Regions from separate parts of the Pan troglodytes genome. Here region 2 is linked to region 1. Evidence: chromatin contacts called from public HiChIP or PLAC-seq data. All regions are on one chromosome and are shown on one strand. Each heading gives the region's core, a stretch centred on a gene start, on an enhancer-like site or on the middle of the called end of the contact. The rest is flanking DNA. Distances are from core to core; before and after follow the strand shown. Region 1 holds the start of DNTTIP2 (deoxynucleotidyltransferase terminal interacting protein 2). Region 2 holds the start of DR1 (down-regulator of transcription 1).

Evidence for each region. HiChIP or PLAC-seq counts read pairs in DNA pulled down with a chosen protein or histone mark.
Region 2: a contact with region 1 is called in an H3K4me3 HiChIP or PLAC-seq map of stem cell-derived excitatory neurons, with 4 times the contacts expected there. The contact joins the promoter of DR1 here to the promoter of DNTTIP2 in region 1. A contact is called at or near these places in 1 of 7 Hi-C or Micro-C datasets (stem cell-derived neural progenitor cells) and 1 of 1 datasets of contacts at active chromatin or transcription factors (stem cell-derived excitatory neurons).

The regions. Positions count from the first base shown.
Region 1 is chr1:137,298,552-137,304,287 of NHGRI_mPanTro3-v2.0_pri, reverse strand. It overlaps DNTTIP2 (deoxynucleotidyltransferase terminal interacting protein 2), which reads right to left and starts at 3,843. Exons shown (of 7, transcript NM_001280405.1): 1 at 3,716-3,843; 2 at 907-2,501. The coding sequence starts at 3,787.
Region 2 is chr1:137,825,130-137,830,795 of NHGRI_mPanTro3-v2.0_pri, reverse strand. DR1 (down-regulator of transcription 1) reads left to right here and starts at 1,566. Exons shown (of 3, transcript XM_001154876.8): 1 at 1,566-2,698. The coding sequence starts at 2,479.

The sequences.
Region 1 (5,736 bases), core at 2,594-5,093:
AAAGAATGCAAGCAGAAGAGAGTACATATTTTTTTTTTTTTTTGAGACAGGGTCTCACTGTCACCCATGCTGGAGCGCTGTGGCGCGATCTCGGCTCACTGCAACCTCTGCCTCCTGAGCTCAAGTAAGTGATCCTCTCACCTCAGCCTCCCCAGTAGCTGGGACCACAGGTGCTTGCCACCATGCCCAGCTTTTTAAAAAAATTTTTTGTAGAGATGGGTTTTTCCCATGTTGCCCAAGCCAGTCTTGAACTCCAGGGCTCAAGTGATCCACCTGCCTCAGCCTTTCAAAATGCTGAAATTACAGGTACGAGTCACTTACTGCTCTTAACAATCACATACAAAAATCTTAACATATGATTTTTTTTTTTTTTTTTTTGAGACAACATCTCCCTCCATTGCCCAGGCTGGAGTGCAGCGGCACAATCATGGCTCACCGCAGCCTCAATGTGCAGGGCTCAAGCAATCCTCCCACCTCAGCTTCCCAAGTAGCTGGGACCACAGGCGCACAGGGCACCACACATGGCTAATTTAAAAAAAATTTTTTGTGTAGAGATAGGGTCTCCCTATATTGCCCAGGCTGATCTCAAACACCTACTTGGGCTCAAGTGATCCTCCTGCCTCAGCCTCACAAAGTGCTGGGATTACAGGCATGAGTCACTGCATCCAACAGATTGATTTCTAATATGTCACCAAAAGGAGCACCTTTAGCTATGATTGGTGGGAAAAATATGACTAAAATAGGTATCCAAAAAGACAAGGGAAATGCTGGATAGAAGAGCCATTCCATGAAGAACCCAAGGCAGTGATTTTCTCATTCCCCAGGCTAACATTTCATATTTTTATGGTAAATTAACCACTTGAAATACATGTATCAAAAACTTATAAAAATAAAGGAAAAACTTACAGTTTAGCCTTTGTGCTATTTAGGAAGTCTTCTTCATCACTAAACTCATCTTCATTTTCATCATGGTCTGATGAATCTTCTTCACTTTTTTCATCCTCTTCCTCTTCTTTTTCTTCCTCAATGGCAACCTCACTTGCCTTGTCTTCCTCTTCCAAGTAAAAATTTTTATCAGCACTCATTCCAGGAGTTGTGTCAATTACAAACAATGCATTGTCACATGACAGACTTCCTGTGTCTCCACTTAATGACTCCCTTTGGCCACTATTTTCAACAAAACATAAAGTATCCTCTTCATTCTCACTGTTTTCAGACTGTTGGCTTTCATCACTGCTGAGAACTAATAAGACAGAATTATCTTTACCCTGAGATGTGTTGGGCGCAGACGTGTATAGTTTGGTATCACATTCAAAATCTACATTCCCTTCACTGTTCATGTCTTCACTGACACTTATAACTGTGGACTCTTCTTCATCATCACTACCACCGCAATCACCAAACTTTGTCAAGTCACTTGCTTTTATGGGGCTCTTTTTGTTGTTATTCCATCTGCCTACTTCCACAGTTGCAAATGTTTGAGTTAATGATTTCATTACAGCCTCAGAGTTCAGATTAGAGTGCACTGATACAGCATTTTTATTTTGGGGGGTTGAATGTCTCTGAGAAACTAACTGTTGAAGGCTAGTGTCCTGAAGTTCAGAAAGATTCTTCAGCTGAGAACTTTTCTCATTAATTTCTTTCCCCTCATCTGTTATTCCATTGGCATCTTCATCCAAATCCTTACAATTCTGTTTTGTTTCTTTAAGAGATTCAACATTGGCCTGTTCGTGCACTGTTAATATATTTTCTGAACTTCTGTGGGAGAAATCATCATCAAAGTCATTATTATAGAAATTTGGCTTATTTATCTCAGAAAGAGATCTTGCTTGTAAATGGGAAGTTTGTCTGGTATCTGAATCCTCTGAATTCACAGGTGTACCCACGATCTGTTTCTCATTTCCTGGTACAATCTTACTATCTTTCTTTTCAGTTTGTGCCTTTAATTTCCTCTGCATACTCCTGGTTCTTCTAGTTGCAATTCCAGAGAATGAAATGTCTGAGCTTGATGTCTCAGCATCAGATATAGCTTCTGTATGAGATTCTTGGCTTGGATCTGTCAGAGATTTAGCCTTACTTCTTCTGGCTCCTGTAGTTTTTTCTGTGGGAAGCACAATTCTAGAAATACCTGAAACATGAGATTCTGCTTCAGACACTATTTCTTCAGTGTGAGACTCCTTTGTTGGAGTTACTTTCGGCTTTTTCCTAACACTGGACACTGGGGAGCATGCAATTAAGATCTGCCTTCTCCTAGTTACCCTTAAAATGGTATCATGGTGCTCAGACACAGAATAATTTGACTCTGCCTCAGAGGTCTCTCCATCCGTAGATGGTTCAGTTCCCTTTGGTAGTGAGCCTGTAGTTCTGCTCTTCCTCTTTCTAGCTTTAGGAGTTCTAGGGATTAAACTTTGCTTCCCAGTGGTCTGTGATTCAGCAGTAGTTCGGGCATCAGATCCAGTACTACTTTCTGGATGTGCTTGAATCCCATTAGCAGCAAAACTCTGCAAACCAGAGAAAACACACTGTAATTTAGGTAGGGCTGGAACAAGGGCAAAACAAATGAAATACTGACCCCAAAAGCTAAAACCCAGTAAACAAGATTACCTTTAAAACAAAAAACAAAAAAACCTGCCCAACTCATGATTTTTAAAAAATCAAAATTTGGCCGGGCGCGGTGGCTCACGGCTGTAATCCCAGCACTCTGGGAGGCCGAGGCAGGTGGATCACGAGGTCAGGAGTTCGAGACAGCTTGGCCAACATAGTGAAACCCCATCTCTACTCAAAGTAAAAAAATTAGCGGGGCGTGTTGGTGCGCACCTGTAATCCCAACTACTCAGGAGCCTGAGGCAGGAGAATTGTTGGAATCCGGGAGGCAGAAGTTGCAGTGAGCCGAGGTTGCGCCACTGCACTCTAGCCTGGGTGACAGAGCAAGACTCCGAATCAAAAACAAACAAACAAAAAAATCAAAATTTAAACACTGGATCCAACCCTGCATTTACTTCACTAGCCTCATCCTTCCTAGATGTAACTTCAGAAGCAGAACAATTAAAATTTTTCTGTTTAAAGTCAAATATAACGGGTAGACCAACATTCTGACCCACCTATAGAAGAGGGGAAAAAGGGAATATTAACTCTGAACACCGATGTGTTTAGGCACACACTGATGGAATCAGTCGCCGCCCTTACCTTTACGTACAGGAAAAAATCGCCGCCGCTCCGTTCCCTGCATCGCTGAGTCAGAATGAGACAGCCGACTAACGCCACTAAGAGTCACCAGGCGACGACACCACAGCCCTCCTCACGCCTTAAGGAGGTGATGCTGGACAGCTGCCAGCCTCCCCACGTGAAAACGAAGCTTTTTTTCCAGCCCCCCTAAATGGGGCTTGTGCTTGGTGGCCGAAATTAACCCTCCTTGGTACCGTGTTAACAGTAAGGTTTAAAAGTTCGAACTGTGCTTCTGCATTAAGGAGTTGAACGACCCAAATAAAGTTATCTAACCTCTCTTCCATACTAAAAATTGCCTTAAGAGACAGTGGTGAGGGCTAAACAGTTTCCGTGACAGGCTTAGCACTGGGCCTGGGAGACCCAAGCGTGCGGCAAGCTCGGGTCCTCTCTGTCGGCAGGTCCTCACCCTTAACCGGACCCTTGCGCCGCCCCGCCTGCCTGAGCGCGGCTCTGCGAAGCGGCGAGAAGTAGGGAAGACTGGATTTCCTACCTTTTGCCCGGAACTTTCAGCCGACGCGGCTTGGATGCTGGCCTTAGCCCGTGCAGATCTGGTAACCACCATCTTTCCGGCTCCCTCGCGACCACCACGACTTCCCTCTTCCCTGGCGCTCCGGAAATGCGTCAGAGAACTGCCTCGAGCGCGTTTTCCGCGCAGATCCGAGAATTCGCGAGAATCTCCGCCCAGCCAGTTCAGGCCAGGGCGGTCAGAGACAAAGGGCCTGGGTTTAAGTGTGCATTTCAGAGCTGTAGAAGGCAAGCCAGATTTTTGCTGGGAAAGACCTTCATCGGGGCAGCGAAGCCCGCAGTGACAGAGGGTCTTAGCGTACCCGTTCACATGAATTGTAAAAACGCACTTACATGCCATTCGTTCTTTCATTTGTTTAGTAGAATCGTTTGAACCCGGGAGGCGTTCTTTCATTTCTACGTTCTAAAGAGCTTAATGTAGCCATTGGTATGTCCAAGGGAGAAGTTTGAGATATTTGTGCTTTTTTAAAAAAGACAATATTTACTCGTGTATTGTGACGCTAAATATAAATAAAATTTAAGGACTTGGTTGGGGTAAAAGGGATATAAGGTGCTCGCAGGAACTCGGAGACGAAGTGGAAAGCTGTATAACGTGAGATGGTGTTTAGGGATTGGGAATAGCAGAAAAGAAAAAAACGTTAAAGAAATTGTAAAGGAGAAGAATAAGGTTTTGTTGTTGTTGTTGTTGTTATTGTTACAGTGAAAGGAAGAGTATGACCAGAATCAAGAGGTTTTTTTGGTTATCTTTTGAGATAAAAGGTAGAGAACTATGTTTGAGGGGATGGGAAGGGGTTGAAAAAATAAGTAAACGCAAATTATTGTTGGAGGTGAGAAAGGATGAATGAGTGCCTCACCAAACCTAGTCTCTACTTCTTTATGACAGAAAACCAATTTTTTAATTTAAAGTCACAGAACACTGTGTCGATGGACACACTGCTTCCCAGCTTAAAATAGCTTATTTTATAGTCTCTCTTGCAGCCAAATGTGGCTATGTGACTACGTTTTAGCCAATTAGGTATAAATTGTGTGCATGTCTTTAGGGATGGCATCTAAAAGAGAGGAGGCCGTCCCTGACTTTTTTTTTTGGAGACGGAGTCTTGCTCTGTCGCCCAGGGTGGAGTGCAATGGCGCAATCTTGGGTCACTGCAACCTCCGCCTCCCGGGTTCAAGCGATTCTGCTGCTTCAGCCTCCTGAGTAGCTGAGATTACAGGTGCCCGCCACCATTCCTGGCTAATTTTTTTTTTTGTATTTTTAGTAGAGACGGGGTTTCACCATGTTGGGCAGGCTGGTCTTGAACTCCTGCCTTCAGGTGATTCACCCGCCTCGGCCTCTCAAAGTGCTGGGATTACAGTGCTGGGATTATAGGCCTAAACGACCTCGCCCAGCCCTCCTGATCTTTTAAAGTGCATTTTACTTCCTGGAAAGTTGGGTTCGCTGGTTTTCAGGCAGCAAGTTTGTGCCATAAGGATGAAGGCATGCTTTAGAGATGGCATAGCAGTGAGATGGAAAAATCAACTTGTGGAGCTGCCCTATGAGCCCTCAAGAGCCGCCTTCTAGATTTTTCACCTGATGGAAACACCTTGTTAAAAGCCACTGTTAATTAGAGATTTTTCTATTTGCAGCCGAGCCTAATGCTAACTGAACTGGATAATAAACAGAGATGTGGGTGTAGTCAGAAAAGAATGCACCTTCCTTTGAGCCAGGAGGAAAGTGTTGATATCTGAAACAGAGAGGAGAATGTGAATGCAAGTATGTTCAAGTGGAGTGAAGAAGAGAAGATTTTGGGTAGATAATAACCTCTGTAAGTAGGTGATACATCTCAGAAGAATGGAAATGGTTTATATCAACATTTGTGGCAAATGTGGTAAGAAGCAAAAATAAATTTTAGTAGGGCCAAGTAGCAGTGAGACTATGTAAGAAGATGAACAGAAGAGAAAGGTTAGATTTGAAGAGCAGACAAATCGTGTAGAAGGAAAGTGAACCAA
Region 2 (5,666 bases), core at 317-2,816, 530 kb before region 1:
TTAATCAAAGAAATTTTGTTTTGACTAAATTTAGTAGCACTGAAAAACAAGTGTCTACACTTCAGAAATTAAAGAACCAGTAAGTTGTCCTGCAGAAAATGCTAAATGAAAAAATAGCATAATAAACTGTAATGTCTTCTTGAGAGCAGCATATAGGGCTCAGACAGAACGTTTTAAGAAAACATTGTCAACAAGTCAGTTGCCATCATATGTATCAAGAGTAATGAATCTGATGAACCAAAGTGACAAAATGGATTTCAACGGTGTCTTGTTTAGTTTTTAGAAATTCCAACATCCCACTATTTATAGTATAGCCTCTTCTTCCACATGACAGTATGACAGACTCAGTTTTTTGTCTTTTTTTTTTTTTTATATCTTTTTTGAGACAAAGAATCTTGCTCTGTCACCCAGGCTGGAAGTGCAGTGGCACAACCGCAGCTCACTGCAGCCTTGACCCCCTGGCTCAATCGATCCTCCCACCTCGCCCTCCAGAGTAGCCGGGACTACGTGTGCCTGCCACCAAGCCTGGTGAAAAAAAAACCCGTGTTTCATATTGTCATATAGAAGAGGCTATACTATAAACAGTGGGATGTTGGAATATATATATAAAAATATATATATATTTATATATAAAAACATATATTTTTATATATAAATATATAATATATAAAATATATATATTATATATTTATATATATAATATATATATATATATTTTTTTTTTGTAGGGACGGGTCTCACTATGTTGCCCAGGCGGGTCTTGAACTCCTGGGCTCATGTGATCCCCCTGCCTCAGCCTCCCAAAGTGTTGGGTTTACAGGTATGATGAGCCACAACGCCCGGCTGACACACTTTTTTTTTTTTTAATGCAATTTCTGTTTAGACCTTGACACCTGTTGATATTACTAGTCACTATGGAAAGAAGCAAAAACAGTTGCTTAAGATGCTCTAACACTTTTTTCCCCCTGTAGAAGCCAACATGGAATACAACATGAAAACTGTCTAAATGGGAACCTTCTAATATAGCTCACTGTATGCCATGCATTTCCACTCCATTTCCACTATGTTGGAACTGACTTCTACTTTCCTACTTAGCCATTAGGCGACTTAGCTGCCTCTAGGCAAGTAACTTCTCTGAAATGTTTCATTTTCCATGAAGTTTAAAAAAAAAAAAAGGTGGAGGACTTTAGAGAGCTTTGAACCGAATAAGGTCTATCAGACATCTTGAAAAGCTTTTTCTCCAGACGACGCAGAAACAGGCACACGGGGTTCTGCTTTCCCCACCTCCCACCCCCAAGCCCAGGTCCCATTCTTCTCGCTTTCAATCCTCATTTGGGCTCCTAAAGGAATAGCAAAGAGAGTTATTTTATCAATACCAGCGCTCCTCTGTCCCCAAATCCAGCTAGGGAAGGTTTCGGAGGCCTCAGCTACTTGAGAGAGGGTAGAGACGATCCTCGCCTATCTACCCAGCCACCCACCCCTTCCCAGATGTAGCGTCCGGGCCCCAGACCAAGCGCGTGCTTGGAGCTCTCCGGTACAGTGAGGCGCGCGCTTGCCTGGCTAGGGTCCCTGTGAAGGAATGGGATCCCGAGGTGCTTGCCAGGACCGCAGCAGGCGGAAGCTGCTGGCAGCACGAACGGGCGGCTCCCGCCGGCGTCGGTGGGGGAAGGGCGGCAGCCACACCCGGAAGTCGGTCCGGGAGGGAGGGGGAAATCTGAGGGAACGAGGCTTCCGGTGGCGCAAAGGGTGTCGGGAGCGGCTTCCTGCAAACCTTTCCTGGCATCTGGAGGGACCACCGTTGCCGCGGCTTCGGCTTCCACGATCTGCGTTCGGGCTACGCGGCCACGGCGGCAGCCACTGCGACTCCCACTGTGCCTGGCTCTGTCCATATTAGTTCCCAGGCGGCCGTCGCCGTTCCAGCAGCGGCAGCGGCAGCGGCAGCGGCGGACATGTTGTGAGGCGGCGGCGCGGGCGTCTGAAGGATGGTTTGGCCGAGGCGGCGGCAACGGCTGCTGGCGGCGGCGGCAGCGGCAGCGGGGCCTCGGGCTCTATAGAGCCGAGCCCGCTGGGTACCCGCCCGGTACCGCGGCGAGGCCAGTGCCCCTGGATCTTGCCTCTGCTCCGACGCCGTTGGGGACCAGTTAGGCGACAGCGCCCGCCCCTCTGAGGAGACACGAAGGTGGTTCCCCAGCCGCTCAAATTTCCGGACCACCTCGCTTTCCCCTCCTCAGCCTGGGCTGTGCTCTCTCTAGAATCCTCGGGCCCCCACTTTCTTCCCAAACTCATCCTAAATCTCTCACACACGCGAGTGTTCCCAGCCCTCAAGCCAGCTGCTCCTCCGTTCATTTTCTGCACCCTCTTCGCAAAGCACCCCCCGGGATCACTCTCCGAGGGCGACTTTTTGAGAAATCTCGGTGGAGTAGTGGACCAGAGCTGGGGAGTTTTTAAAAGCCGGGGCGCGAGAAACAGGAAGGTACTATGGCTTCCTCGTCTGGCAACGATGATGATCTCACTATCCCCAGAGCTGCTATCAATAAAATGATCAAAGAGACTCTTCCTAATGTCCGGGTGGCCAACGATGCTCGAGAGCTGGTGGTGAACTGCTGCACTGAATTCATTCACCTTATATCTTCTGAAGCCAATGAGATTTGTAACAAATCGGAAAAGAAGACCATCTCACCAGAGCATGTCATACAAGGTAAGTCGTGTGTGAGAGCTGGTTTGAATGAGGTTCTAGGGTAGCAGTCTGCTAATCGCGTGACCCTTTCGTGTCAAAGCCTCCATTCCTCTTCCCTGGTAAGTAACTTAATGAAAAAGCCAGACTGGCATGTAGGCAGCCGGTGCTTTAAAAACAATCCCTTTGTAGCATTTTTGCAGTACTTTTCATCCAGCGAATACATGTAAGGAGTGCAAACATTTAGGTCAGCGTCCCGAAAACGTAAAGAATAAGAGTGATCTCACTTTACAGCCAGGTAAGCCGAAGCAACAAGAATTACTTGCCTGAAGTTGAACTTAGATAATAATTAAGGAACGCAGAAATTCTCCTTTGGAAAGTTAAAATTCAGACGGAGGAACTTCAAGCATGGGTGGAGACAGAGCACCCCCTTCCCCACCTGAGCTTTCACCAATGTAGAGGAAAAGATTTATTTTCTGAACACATGAGTTAAAAATTTTTTAACATACAATGTGTTCAACGTTGTCAAGTTTATCGTTGTTAAATAAAAGGTGTATGTTTTCTGCTCTAAAAATGGTTTGATGGTACGTTCATGAATGAGTTACTAAAGAACTCCTGTTCCATTCTGTAAGAATAGGGTGAACTTTAAATTTTCGTTTTTTTCTTTCCGTTTGCTTTTATGTCGTTTGCTTTGTTCTGTTCTGTGGAGATAAGTTTTGAAATCTTTGATTGAAAGTTTATGCAAGTTTTTTTTTAACGGAAAATTTCCCCGTCCTTTCCTGCTGTCATTCCTATTTGAATGTATACACTTATAGGCTTTTATGGAACAGCACTTCTGAAAACTTCAACAGTTTCTTTTATCCTGGAAAGGATTTGGTCCCGTAATAGGGATTTGGGGGACTGTATTCTGGTGGTTTCAGAGAGGAGAAACATATTTACCATTCATAATGTTTCGGGAACGTACCTTTTGCGATATTTTTACATGTACTCTTGTGAAAGAGTTGTACTCAATTTGAGGTGAGAACTTGCCTTTCGTAATAATCTAATTAAAATGATTGATTGCTTGTGAAATCAGGGGAAAATGATTAATTTTAATCATTTTGATAGGCAGGTGGTTGTCTATCACTTAATTTTTATAATTTAACTTTTTAAAATGTGACTTTCCTGTTGTACTGAAGTAGAGAACACATCTGCTTATATTGACCATATCCAATATTTTACTGTCAGTATTGACAAAAGGATTAAATGATTCATTTTTAATCCTTTATGACGTCTTGAAAGTAGTTTTAAAATATATCCTGCCATTTCAGTACACAAGCAGAAAAATCCCTAGGAAAAAGCATATTTGGTTCTTAAAACTAGTACTAGTTTTTTTTTTTCTGCTTATTTGGTGTGCTGAATACTCTAGCAAGTAAAATAAAAGCCAAGTTGTCTATTTTTTCCCTTGTGTATTTATTTTTACATTGTATGTGTGATTGCTGTCATAAGTCTTTCACAAGATTATCCAGCACAGATAGCTATAATTTCTTTTTACAACTCATAAAAAGGAAAAAGAACCTTTATCAACATTGCCTTTCTAATGAAAATTGCAAAAGATTTCAACAGGGTCTGCCTAAACATTTGTTTACACTACAGAAGTGGGGATCGTTCCAAAAACCTAATAACACATTACAGTCTGTCTTCTTGGGGAGAGTTGATTCTTTTCTAGGATATATTTAGATTTCTGATTGACATGATGGAATAGAAGTGCAGCTGTAGCAAGCAGTATGCTAAATAATTCAACTTTGGAATATGCTAAATTCAGTTTAATGTGTAAGTCAGAAAGCTATAGTGAAAAAGCATTTCCATTGTGTAATGAAGATGATTTGTTTTTAAAAATCATGTATTGACGTGTTACCTTAAATTTAAAAATTTACCTTTTTTTCTTGTATTATGCTATTCTTAAAAGTGGATAAGAATCTACATTTTCGCCCAAGAATTCTCCCTAGTTGGGGTTGTAGACTTTATACATTTATAATCTCATATTGCTTAATTATTCCAAAGAAGTTTTGTTTTGAGAGATTACATTTTTAAAGAAATTCTTAAGGTTTATATGTTTTAGGTGTTTGAAGTGTGTGCCTATACACTAATCATAATAGGACATTTTTATACTTTTCTGTCAGCATTGATTAGGAATGTAGAATATATCCAAATGGAATAAGTAATGTACATTTTAAAGTGATATGATTCTCACATGTTGAAGTTTGGGTTTTTAGTGATAAGTTTAATGAATTAGACTTTGCTTCAGGACATTTCACTTGTTCATTTCTCACCTTGCTTTATCTTGTCTGAGCAAATTAAGCATTCTGAGATAGTTCTGTAAAATGCAAGTTAAAATTGAAGTAATTTTATCACCAGTATATCTATGAAATAACGTATTTAAAAAAATTTTTTTTTCTGTTTTGCTTATTTTGAGTTTAAGAAAGTAGACTTGGTATTGAAGACCATAGATACATGAATAGAGGGAGTTCTAAGCTATAAAAGGTGTTCCTATTTTGTTGCAGTTTTTTGTGAACATGTATTCTTGAATGAGTTCTAACATGTTCTGTTGCCTTATAGAAAGAATTGACATTGAGAGTCAGCTGTAAGTTCCGCACTGAGAATTCTTTAACCTTAGAGAAATCTTTTAACTAAGGTTTTCTTATTTATGTACAAATAATACTTGATTTCAGGTATTACTTGTAATTTTTGAGAATTAGTCAGGGGTTGAGAACCTTACATGAAATATCTCCCCTCACATTTATGAGAATTGTAACTGAAAGTAGTAAAAGTTTGAAAGAGTATCTGAGAATTTGCGTCTTCAGCTGTTGAGTTGCTCCAAGCTGTCTTACGTTGAAGGAATTTTTTAAAAATTCCTGTCCTTCTCACACTAGTACCTTTGTAAGATAACATGAAAATAGAACACTGGAAAAGATGAGGGAAAGACCAACACTCAATTTTTTACTATTTGATT